2 separate regions of the Mus musculus genome follow, and region 2 is linked to region 1. Evidence: chromatin contacts called from public Hi-C data. All regions are on one chromosome and are shown on one strand. Each heading gives the region's core, a stretch centred on a gene start, on an enhancer-like site or on the middle of the called end of the contact. The rest is flanking DNA. Distances are from core to core; before and after follow the strand shown.

Region 1 (6,472 bases), core at 904-3,403:
CTGCGAAGGATGCAGAAGTGGCGCTGTGGCCTGCAGGTGTGAAGCGGAGCCCGAAGCCTGGTGGTACCACGGGTAGTTTCCCAGAAAGGCCGAGGCGGCGCTGCTCGGGCTGGAGCCAGAGCTGCCCGCACCGCCGCCTCCGCTGCCCGGGCCGCCGCCAGCCATCCGCTGCGGCGCGCCGAAGTCCCAGGATGCTGGCGCCGAGACCGGCGGGGAGGCACAAGGAGGAGAAGCGCTGGCTCCAGGGTGCTGCTCGGTGGGTATCTCGCCGCTTTTCCACATCTTCTTGAACTTGGATCGGCGGTTCTGGAACCAGATTTTGACCTTTGTAGAAAAAAAGGAAAAGCCCTGAGCTTTAGTACAGGAACCTGGGCAGGAGGTTGGTGGAGTGGAGACGGCGGGCGAGCAGACCTGGGCTCTGGGCCTCCGCTGCTTCTAGCTACATTGGGGGGATCTCAAAATGCTGATGGATGAGCTCTAAGTATGTGACCAAGGTTCTGGGTAGTGCGGTGTCAGGTCAGTTATGGAACCCGCTTTAGCAGCAGCGAGTGGAAAGGCGTTGTAGTGTGGGATTTCTGTCCACCCGGGTCATTTTCTTTCCTCCCATGCGGCTGCCCCCTTTGAAAAAAATTTCTTATTTTGTTTGTTTGTTTGTTTTAAGCATTGGGCCTAGAAGTTTACTTTGCCCGGAATAAAAAAGCACAGGTGAAAATATACTTTTGAAAAGTTGTTCCGGACGTGCCCGCTTCCTAGAGAAAGCAGGCCATCTCCCACCTTGCTCACCTGAGTTTGGGTGAGGCCCAGGGACGCCGCCAGCTCGGCTCGCTCTGGCAGGGCCAGATACTGGGTCTTCTGGAAGCGTCGTTGAAGGGCCGCCAGCTGGAAACTGGAGTAGATGGTGCGTGGTTTCCGGACTTTCTTTGGCTTCCCGTTCACTATTCGGATTTCAGGCTCAAGGTCTTCCTTGTCTGCAACGAAAAGTGAGTGGTGAGCACCCACCGTCCAACCCCGCGGTCCTAAAGTTCGGAGCGGAGGCCTTTAGAGACTTGAGGAGGCCTTCCCAACTTCAGCACGCGCCGACTGGCCTGGCCACGGAACCCTGCAAGGGACCCGGGGGAGCTGTGCAAGAGAGAAAGAAGAGGCGGGCAGCAAAGCTATGCGCTACCCACAGCATGCCAACTGGCCCAACCGCCCACCGACTCTGTCCCCCGGAGCGTGGAGAGGCAGAAACTGCGATTCGCGTGCAGTTGGAGATTGGGCAGAGTTCAGGGCGGGAGCAAGAGATGCACAGAGTGCAAGGCTAGAGCTCCGGACTGCCCCCCACCCCATGCTTACCCGGTCCCTCCCCGTGACTTGGGCACCCTAGATGCTTGCGATGCTTACCCGGCTCGTTGTTGACCGGAGACGAACTGGTGCCGTAGGGCGCGTAGGAGGTGTACGCGGCGGTGTAGCCCAGGTCGTAGCTGCTTTTGGCGGAGTAGGAGACATTGTTGAGGCCGCTGGCGTGGTACTGGTAGGAGCCCATGTGCGCGTAGGGCGAGGCCCCCCCGCCGCCGCCGCCCGCCGGGTGCTGCTGGTTGGTGTAGTAGCTGCTGTCCGTAGCCGTGGACACCGGGAGGGTTGGCGACTCCTGGGGCTTGTGCAGGCTGCTGTTGCTGCTGCTGCTGTTGCTGTTGCCGCCAGGGCCGGCGCCCGCACCGCTCGGGGGCTGCTGGTGCTGGTGGTACGTGCTGGAGGCGGTGATCTGGGTCGAGTGCATATCAGCCACCAGACTGTCAAAGACTCCAGTCATCCTGACCCGGGACAGGAAAGAGCACGGGTGGCGGGCGAGAGGGGGATGCGAGGCGCCTCCTCTGTCTATCTCTCCGGGTCCCTTCCAGCAACCAATGTAATTACGGGGAGGGGGAGGGAGAGGAAAACAAGAAATGAGGCTACGGTCTAGGCGCCTCCTCCCCTGGAGGAGGCGATCACCGTGCGTGGCTCGGGACCGCAGCTGCTGGCCGCATCCTTCCCGGGCCTCTCGGACCTCTCGGCTCCTGGCCCGGCTCGGGCGGGGGGCGGGCAATGGAGGGGGCAAGAGCGGTCAGACCCGGTAGGGGCTCCAGGAGGCGGGAGCAGGTGAGCGACCCCCGAGCAGCTTTACGATTGTCTGCCGGGCAGGCTCCTGCAGGGTGGGCATTTAACACTTATCACGTGACCGCGGGCAACGTCACCTAGCAACAGCCAATCAGAAGGAATGAGCCGCGGGGCGCCGGGAGTCCGCGACCGGGCGGCCCCGGGACCCGCGTGTCACGTGGCGGGCAAGGCGGCCGCGGTGGGTGCGTGTACAAGCACTGCAGAAAGTGGGTACCCGATCTGGAGCTGGATAGGGTGCGGGATGGCCCGCAACAGGACATAAGGCTCCGGGAAAGAAATGGGGTCTCCCACCTTACTCTGCTTTCAAGAGCCAAGTCTAACGATTTACATCTCTTGTCCAACTTCGCCTTAATCAAATAAAGCCAGGAAGAGGGCCGAGCCAGCTCTGTCTCCTTTTTCTCCAGATACTTTTCCTCGAGGTGCCTGGCTCGCACTACTCTTGTCAGCCACTTTGCACCTGACGGGCAATTGATTTAAATTATCCATAAACCGCGTATAATAACCTATGCTTCCCAAACTACCCACAGAGATATTACGACAATTAATTGGATAATGTTTAACGTTTTTCCTTTTTGCTTGAGAGAAGAGCTCTATAAGCCCAAAGGTATTATTACTAGTAATGTATTTGAAATCACTTTTCCTCATACACATAAAGGTCTCTAGTAATGACGCACATCTGAGCCACTAGCTGGAAACTGATTCTGAGGTTCCCTCCTTGGGAAAGGTAGGCCAGACTAGACAGCCTTCAAAGTCGTTTGCATTGGTGTTTTTATGAAAAGGGGAATGAAAAAAAAAAAGAGATACTGAAGTAATATTAGAGATTTATCAAGATTCATTATCACACGTTTTCTTGATATAAACAATAAATATAAGAAGTTTTATTTTGTCTACTTTATTTTACATTTTCGTGTTCTAGGATCTTACTCCACTGTTGTAATTTCTTTCTCTAGGTTTCTTTCTTTATTTTTATTTTTCTTCTTTCTTTCTTTCTTTCTTTCTTTCTTTCTTTCTTTCTTTCTTTCTTTCTTTCTTTCTTTCTTTCTTCCTTCCTTCCTTCCTCTCTCTCTCTCTCTCTCTCTCTTTCTTTCTTTCTTTCTTTCTTTCTTTCTTTCTTTCTTTCTTTCTTTCTTTCTTTCTTTCTTTCTTTCTTTCTTTCTTTCTTTCTTTCTTTTCCAAGTGATGAGTTCCCCTCTCTGGTGGTTGGGATTTTCAAAAGAAGGGTGATGGATGGACTCAGCGCAGTGATGGACTCTCAAGTTTGAAGATTGCGGTAGCGCCTGCTTTGTGGCGCCACCTGGTGGACAGTGTAGGAGGTTGTTACAGGCCTGGTAGACAGTCTAATCACGCCCAGGCGCCAGCCTCTGAAACCCCCCAAAAGAACAAAATAGTAATTAAAAGCCACAAAATTGTGCTAGTGCGCGCCATCTGAAGCATCCCTTCCTAAAGACATAACATGTCACTGAAAGAACTTGTTACAACAACTGCCTAATGGAAAACAAGTTGATACTTTAAAAAATACGATCTTTGGTCTTCCCCAGAAAAAGCAAGTGTGTAATTAAAACTCCAGCATTCACACAGCGGAATAATGAGGCAGGTAATGCGCCTTCCAGTCTGCCTGGATTTAGTTCTCAGCCACTTGGCTAAGGAAGGCCTAGAGAATGGGGAAGAATGAGTTTTATTAGAAACGCTCCCTGGTGGGACTCGCCTGCACCAGACCAGACCCTCCCTACTGTATTGACTTTAAACTGCTTCCTGCCCCTTTTATGTGCATCAACGGTATCTCAAGGTTTTTAATCCAGATTGCCTTTTAGCGACTCGATTTCAAGTCCCTGTGCTCTGACACCACACGAGTAGCTGTTTTGCCCTAATAAAAGGAAAAAAACCAATCAAAATTAAAATTAAAAATCAGAATCAGAATTAAAAATCTGATTGCGCTTTCTCTGCCCCTTTGTTGCCAATCAAGCCTGTCCTGAAGGCATACTGGTGGTGGAAAGTTTTCTGCATTCTATTTCTTTCTCAATCCCCAGAAACAGTGTAAACTCAGGTGAGATTTATAAAACAGCATCATTCTGGAATAAATAGGACCTGGGCCCTCTTTTATCTTGGACACAAGATGAGTGCCCTGTAGCCTGGGAAGTGGATGCAGCTCTGAGCCTAGAGAGGGGAAAAGCTGCAAGGGGAAGGAGAGAGACCTATAGCTGGGGGGGGGGGGGGGACCTAGGCTTGAAGTGTCCTGATAAGCCAGACACAAATCTACATCTTGTTCCATTTACTAATTTTGTTTTCTTGAGGCACAATCTCAGGACGCTGTGCTGGCTAGTCTGGAACTTGCTGTGTAGACGAACCTGGCTTCAAATTCACAACCATCCTCCTGTCTACATCTGAGTTCCTGAGTGCTGGGATTACAGGCATGAGCCACCCCACCCCCACCCGCCAAAATCTAGGTTCATCCAAATTGTCTCATTGCTTTGTAAGAAATAGCCAACGGATTTCTCTACTTTGGTCTAAAGTGAAGCACCCTAAGTATTCTTGTATTGATTGTATTCTTGTATTGATTGATATTTTACACTTTGAGCCCCAGTTCTGAGGAGAGCCACTCTGCTCTCCTCAGACAGAAGAGGCCTCAAGAGGGAGTTGAGATGAATTTGGAGAGAAACTGGCTGCCTGAATGAGGCTAGTTTGCCTTGGTGCTTGCTCCTTCCCTTCAGTTATTATTCCTAGCCCCAGAGTTCTTTTAGTCTGCCTAGATCTAGTAGAGGAGGGTTAGGTGTCTCAATGCAGACTTTGTGTGTTTCAACACATCTCAGTTTGCAGCCTGTTCCTCAGAGTGTAGCTTGATCCACCCATTCCCTTTGTAGCAATGAACATCTCGAGGTTCTTGGATAGAAGAAAACAACTTCTTTCGCATCAGGTGCTTCACTCAACTTCAGCTGTCAGCCAGCTGCCTTCTCTGTTGCTACAGCACAAATCCCAGTAGTGTTTAGGGTAAGCCCTCAAACACCCAGGATTTCCAGAGGCTCCAAGCTGGAGAGTGAAGGTTCACTTAGGGCTCCCCCTAACCCCCTGGCCAGATTCCCTCGATTTCGCTTGGCCCAGAACTTTGCCTCTGCTTGTCTACTGGGTGTCCTGCACCAAGCTGAGAGGTGAGATCTGGGAAAGAAGGCACCCGCCCCACTCCCCCAGGGCTTCCATGTTGGTCTGCACATTCCAAGGCTAGTTTGACTACCTACTCTCTGGCTATGGTCCCAGGGTGAATCTTTGCTTGCTGCTGGTCCCAGGAGTGATGCTTGGTGTGTGTGTGTGTGTGTGTGTGTGTGTGTGTGTGTGTGTGTGTATGTGTTTATGTGTGTGTGTATGTGTGTGTGTCTTGGGGGTACCACCCCTATAGCTCTGGAGACCTGCAATTTCTAAATCTCTTAAGCTTTGTCCTGGAACTCAAAGCTGTGGGGAAAGGGCAGGGATTTGTCTCTGGAGACCTCCCAGTCCTGCCCGTCTCATACTGGCTTCTCTATCACAGCCACACAGCTACCCCAGAAAGTTCTTGTTAGTGTCTTTAACACTGGTTCTCCCAGCAAGACCCTAAGGTTTCCTCCAGGAATCCAGGGAGCCACACAGAATCCCATCCCTTAAGCCTTCACATGGACAGACTCCAGAGCCTGTATTCTTGAAACTCAAGTTTGTGTTTTAGTTTTCCTTCCTAGGCTCAGCAAGAGGTCACAATGCTTTCAAGGGTTGGGCTTGTTAGCCCAGCTAAGTGGGTGGGGTCTTCTGCTAGGTGCTTCCCTGATAGCTCCCCAGGGGCATCTTTGCCTTTCCTTTCTCCACCTTAAGTGGTCCTGAGTACAAGGCTCTCTACTGCTCCCAATCTCACTACTGGCACTTCCTTGTTGTAACATAGTGTCCGGATCTGGGGATCACTAAGGTCCGGTGGCCTACAGTCTAGTAGAGAAGGCAATTGCTAGAACATATCCTAGACTGAGTCGGTCACTCATTAACCCTAGCTTCTGCCAAGCCTTTACCATCCATCTTAGCTGTGAGGAATCCATAGAGTGGGTATAGAATTGACAGAGAGGGAAACAAAGGCATAGCCCCAGATCTCTTGTTTATGACAAGGACAAACGGTAGTGATGTGTTTCTTAAAAGATAAAGAGAGGGTGGTTATGTTCTATGGAGGTGTGGTGAGGTATGGGGAAAGCAGGTGCCTCCGTGGCCCATGCTGAGACATCCCTTCCCCTGAGGGACCAACCACATATAGTATAGAATAGAGTTTATTCAGGGTATGGGAAGGGGAGAGGGAAGAAGAGGGGAGAGGGGAAAAGGGAAAGGGGGGGGAGAG
Region 2 (5,980 bases), core at 1,754-4,253, 3.1 Mb after region 1:
AAAAAATAAAATTTTGAGAGAATAGATTCCATTTTTAAGTTGGCATACACATTTCCCCCCTCTGCCTTTGAGTGAAAGTCTATTTAAACTCCAATCTAATACGAGGTGACTTTGAGCTTGAAGCCATGGAACACTGAAACAGAAAGACCCACACAGAGAAAAGGCAGAGCTTGCCTCTCCCACTTCACTGCAGACTTACCAGCTCTGTAAGGAATTGCTTGTTTTTAGACTGGGTGTTTTCTTCGTGTATAAATAAAGATTATGAAAGGGCATTTGATGGGCATAAAATTCCTGATTAGATTGAACAGCTCTGCATTGCTTGGGATTAGGAAAATTTGGCAGTGGAAACCTGGGCAGCTAGCTCTCCTGGCCGAGATGCAAAGCAACACAATGCCTAAGCGCCAAGCTGGCGTCAGGGGGACTGCCGAGAGCTGTGCTGCGGGCACATTGTTCAGCTCTGGGCATATTTAGCTGTAGCTCAGAATTTGATCGCCACAATGTAAAAAGGAAAATTTTGAGGTGCTAATCAGTGGTTGTTAGGTTTGATCAAGATCTTAGCAACTTAGGAACAAAAGTTCTTTTTCCCCCTATGCCTTACTTAACACCCTTCATCCCCTCCCCAGCTTAAAAATAGCCACCCCTGTAGAAAGGTAATGTTTAAATCTCCGGCTCCACCACCGGGGTGCAGCAGCCAGAGCAGTGAGAGGCTCCAGGCTTTAACCTGACAATGATGTTGTATTTGAACAGCTGCGTAAAGGTTTAAAAGGTCTGTCTCATTGCCACCGTGGAGTTTTTTAAAAGGGGTTATTGTTTGGGCGAGGGCACTGAGAGGAGACTAGCCAATCGGTCCCAAGGCCGAAAATAACCTCCAAGCCTGTTTTCATCAGGCCGGGAGAAATTCCTTTAGGGGAGGGAGGGGGACAAAGGACTTTGCTGGGGTGTGAGTGATTTTTTTTTTTTTTTGAAAAGAGCAACTAGGTCCCCCAGAACGCTGAGGGCTCCTTAAAGAGCATCGAACCCCACAGAAATGTTCTGTTGAGGGGAAAACAGATTTATCCACAAGTTCAGTCTCTGGGCCTGAAATCCAAGGCCAGCCCATTCCTGGGCGAATGTGGGAGAAGGGAACACAGATGTCTTTTCCGACTGGGAGCTGGTTCACGGTCACAGTTTCCGGGTCCGTTTTACTTTCTTGATTGCCGGGAACGGGACCCGGAAGGCCGAAGGACGGCTCCCACACACAGGCAGGGCCTCTGGTCCAGGGCAAGTCTTTGGAAATCAAGGTTAAAGCTCCCTGCTGCTGTCCTAAGGCCCCGGGCTTCCGCAAGGCGGCTCGCCGCCTGCAACCAAAGAAGAAGGGAGGAAGTTGTTCAAGTTTCTCATAAAATTCTGAGTTTCCACGGTGGTTGTGGCAGTGGTTGTTCTTTAATGAGCTGGACCACAACCCCAGACCATATCCTCTTTATAAAACTTTCCCTCACCAGAGGAAACGGAAGACTTAGACTCTCCCTCTTTATTCCCTTCTTGCCCAAACAAAACCTTGTCAAAGAATTTTAGGGATCGTCCAAAACTATAAAATTTAACTTCTGACAAAAGTATAGCTTTTAATATTTGACGATTTGTGTTAAAACAAAAATTGACCTTCTTGGTTAGTAGCGGAGGGGAAAAATCAATAGTATAATTTTCAATAATTCATAAAGCAAACGCCATTATGCTAAATCTTAACTATTAATCTTATCCTTTACAAAGTCTCGATTGATTTGTTAATAAAATATCTTCCCGTTTGTGGCAACAGCGGGTATAACTCTTTAAAAACCTTCAGAAGCAAGAAAATTACCAAGTAGCCCAAGAATGTAGATGAGAATTTTATTGATCGCCCTGATTCTTCTTAATATGTATTAATAAATTCCACAACCCCTTGTACCTTGCACTTGTCAGAAACCAATGCTTTTACAAAATCCATAAAAGGAAAACATATTTTTCTTTGCAGAAGATCTAAATGACAAGTTTGCTTTGCTCTCTCCTCTTTTTATTTTTATTTTTTCTTCTGGCCCGGTTTTCTAAAACTTGTGGAGTCCGGGGATCAGAGTTTTCCCTTTTCTTTTGAAAAAAAATTTCTTTTTCCCTTCCTTTCTCTCTGCCCTGTGTTATCAGGGGAAGGAAATCTGGCTTTAGCTGTTTCTGGGAGCCGGAGAGACGCTTTCGCGAATAGGGAACGGCTGGCGAAGGATTATCTCCAAGCTAGGAAGCTCCCAGCGGCCGGTCCTCAAAGGTCAGGGTGTGGTTACTCTCAGAGTCAAGGCTCCAGGAGCTCGTGGGTGCCGATTCCCCCCCCCCCTTAGTTCTAGCAGAAAGATCTAAGGAGGGGGTAGCTACGGGCTGGAACCATCATCCGAGCTTCGGGTTTGCCCAGCTGCGTGGTGGCCTCTCGACCCTCGGGGCCCTATTCGCCAGTGCTTCCCCGACACCTTGGTCCAATCTTTGCACTGAAGATTTTCACACAGCCCCCTTTGGAACCCTAGGGAGGGATGTTTCCGAACTAGAGAAATCGGACTCACCTTCCTGGCTGCCCAGTACTAAATTAACCAGCCCGCGCCCCTATCCCTTCCTGGGAACCGGCCCTCTTGGGCGCGTTCTGCCTGGGTATGTGCAGGGAGAGCGCTTCTGTGAGCAGGCGCCACAGCGCTCTGACTTTCCTCAGTACGCGTGTCCTCCCGGAGGCCCCTCGAATCAAGCCTTTCCTTCCGCTGGCGGGGCCCGGTGGCCGGGTGGGGGACTCGAGTGGGGCAGGCCGGCCGGCCAAACAAGCCCCGGGAGACAGGCTGGCCGGCAGCAGAGCTCTGGGCCGGTTGTCTCCAACGCGCACTATCACAGGCGCTTAGTAGATGTCGCTGTTGTCCGTGCTTACGCGGCCAGCCGGCCGGGCTGGGGAACACGTGACCTGCAAGGAGGCTGCGGCTCAAGGCCATTTTCAAATCTCATTGGCTTGGTTGTCATGTGGTCGGCAGAGGCATCCACAATTACACCGGGAATGTTTTCCTAGCGATGTCAGCCTACAAAGGACACAATCTCTCTTCTTCAAATTCCTCCCCAAAATGTCCTTTCCCAACAGCTCTCCTGCTGCTAATACTTTTTTAGTAGATTCCTTGATCAGTGCCTGCAGGAGTGACAGTTTTTATTCGAGCAGCGCCAGCATGTACATGCCACCACCTAGCGCAGACATGGGGACCTATGGAATGCAAACCTGTGGACTGCTCCCGTCTTTGGCCAAAAGAGAAGTGAACCACCAAAATATGGGTATGAATGTACATCCTTATATACCTCAAGTAGACAGTTGGACAGACCCGAACAGATCTTGTCGAATAGAGCAACCTGTTACACAGCAAGTCCCCACTTGCTCATTCACCGCCAACATTAAAGAAGAATCCAATTGCTGCATGTATTCTGATAAGCGCAACAAACTCATTTCTGCCGAGGTCCCTTCGTACCAGAGGCTGGTCCCCGAGTCTTGTCCTGTTGAGAACCCCGAGGTTCCTGTCCCTGGATATTTTAGACTGAGTCAGACCTACGCCACCGGGAAAACCCAAGAGTACAATAACAGCCCCGAAGGCAGCTCCACTGTCATGCTCCAGCTCAACCCTCGTGGCGCGGCCAAGCCGCAGCTCTCGGCTGCCCAGCTGCAGATGGAAAAGAAGATGAACGAAAGCGCGAGCGGCCAGGAGCCCACTAAAGTCTCCCAAGTGGAGAGCCCCGAGGCCAAAGGCGGCCTTCCAGAAGACAGGAGCTGCCTGGCTGAGGTTTCCGTGTCCAGTCCCGAAGTGCAGGAGAAGGAAAGCAAAGGTCGGTATGAACAGAGTTGCCACCCCAGCGGGGCGTGCAGTCCGGTAAAACCTCGAAAAGGGAGCGCTCGGGTGCCCAGAGCAGAGCCCGGGCAGCGGAGCCCAGAGCCCATACTCCGCAGGTGCTGCTCCACCCGGCTTTTAGAAGGGATATCCCTGCCTTGAAAGGGTCGGGGCTTCTCTCCCGCTGCTCCGGCCAGACCTGGCCCCAAGCTGATGGCGCCTGGGCAGAGGACAGGCTTGCCGGGTTTATCAGTCTTGAGCCAGATCCGAAATACAACAAAAGAGCTAAAAGGAGACCAGCCGTTTGTAAACAGGGCTCCAGTGCCCGCTTTTCTTTGGCTCAGATTTGCAGCCCTAGTTTTTGCCTTGAACCCAGGGATCATTTTAAGGTAGCCTAAGACACCGTGTTTGTGTTCAAGGGTTTGCACCCCGCATCCTGCGATCTAAGAGGGAAAGGAAATGGTTTGGCCTGTTGGTGCTTGGGTGGGGAAGCAGAGGTAACCTTGGCTTTGTCTGGCGAAAGTGCCGCAGGCTTTGCAATCTTCTACAAAGGGGGCAAAGGCGGAGGAGGGGGAGAACAGATCTGCATTGCCCACCTAGGGCTGGGGTAATGCAAAGAACCAGGGATATGGGTTTCTAAGAAGGAATCTTGAGCCCCCACGCCCATTTCTGCAGTCTGTCCCTCACTGTCTACCGGGTGAGCCACAGAGTTACATTTCTGGAGGAAGGCTTTTGTGTGAGAGCAAAGAAAAATTGAGGAAATTCTGGGGGGAAGGGGGGAACTGTAACAATGCCCAGTCAGGGTGGAGAAGGGATCCCTGCTTCCTCATTATCTCTTGAAACAGCCTGCATCCCTATAAACCTGGTTGTGGATCTCCTTGTCTGCCTAGGAGGGGTGGGTAAGAAGCGGCCGACTTGGGGCCCTGGAGCAGTAGTGAGATACTGGTAGATGAAGCAAGCTATGGTTCTTTCTGGTGGCCTGACGGCTTAGAATGTTTTTGGGGGGACGGAGGAATCCTGTAAAGTTTGCTATTATAGTCACATTTTGTGCAAGCCAGAAAAGTTGTGTAGGAGAGAGAGAGAGAGAGAGAGAGAGAGAGAGAGAGAGAGAGAGAGAGAGAGAGAGAATATGAGGAGGCAGCCTCTGGCACAGAATATCCTTTCATTCATCGTGTTAAGTATTTAGTTCTAAATTGGTACCAATTTACAATCCCCTTCATGCCCACCTTCGTAAGTGATGTTTAATACCAGCATTGTCCAAAGCAGCCCATCTGGCAGCAGGGTCATGGCCAAGGGTATATTTGAATGGACTGAGAGAAAAAAAAATTCTTGATTTTTTTTTCTTCTCCCTTTAATTTTGTTAGAGGAAATCAAGTCTGATACTCCAACCAGCAATTGGCTCACTGCAAAGAGTGGCAGAAAGAAGAGGTGCCCTTACACCAAGCACCAAACGCTGGAATTGGAAAAAGAGTTCTTGTTCAATATGTACCTCACCCGCGAGCGCCGCCTAGAGATCAGTAAGAGCGTTAACCTCACCGACAGGCAGGTCAAGATTTGGTTTCAAAACCGCCGAATGAAACTCAAGAAGATGAGCCGAGAGAATCGAATCCGAGAACTGACCGCCAACCTCACCTTTTCTTAGGTCTGAGGCCCATGTGAGGCCAGGATCCGAGAGGGGGCACCGAGTTCCAGGCCTGAGTGCTGGAGGACTGGCAAGGCGGAAACAAACCCTTCATTGCTCTTTGGTTTTTTTGTTTTGTTTTGTTCTGTTCTGTTCTGTTTTCCTGCTAGAATGTGACTTTGGGGTCATTCTGTTCGTGCTGCAAGTGATCTGTAATCCCTATGAGTATACATATATATATATATTAAAAAAACTTAGCACGTGTAATTTATTTTTTTTCATCGTAATGCAGGGTAACTATTACTGCGCATTTTCATTTGGGTCTTAACTTATTGGAACTGTAGAACATCCATCTAAACGTATCCATCGCATCCCACCCATCTATCCCGCCAGCAATGTGACTTTTCCATGTTTTTCCTAACATAAAAGTTCTCTGTGTGTGGTTAGCCCATGAACTCATGGCATTTTGAAAACATCCAGTATTTAAAAAAACAAACAACCTATATCTATATATATTTCA

What was found. A called contact is a pair of places that touch in the nucleus more often than the background predicts.
Region 2: a Hi-C map of induced pluripotent stem cells shows a contact between it and region 1, with 19 times the contacts expected there. The contact joins the promoter of Hoxd10 here to the promoter of Dlx2 in region 1. A contact is called at or near these places in 5 of 39 promoter capture datasets (cranial neural crest, embryonic stem cells, frontonasal cranial neural crest and 1 more), 26 of 484 Hi-C or Micro-C datasets (cerebellar granule neurons, cerebellum, differentiating embryonic stem cells and 7 more), 5 of 115 datasets of contacts at active chromatin or transcription factors (embryonic forebrain, embryonic midbrain, embryonic stem cells and 1 more) and 2 of 9 other capture datasets (embryonic stem cells and embryonic trunk).

Annotation. Positions count from the first base shown.
Region 1 is chr2:71,544,601-71,551,072 of GRCm38.p6, forward strand. It overlaps Dlx2 (distal-less homeobox 2), which reads right to left and starts at 2,154. Exons shown (of 3, transcript NM_010054.2): 1 at 1,384-2,154; 2 at 784-968; 3 at 1-324. The coding sequence starts at 1,792.
Region 2 is chr2:74,688,888-74,694,867 of GRCm38.p6, forward strand. It overlaps Hoxd10 (homeobox D10), which reads left to right and starts at 3,004. Exons shown (of 2, transcript NM_013554.5): 1 at 3,004-3,837; 2 at 5,204-5,980. The coding sequence starts at 3,093. The coding sequence ends at 5,481.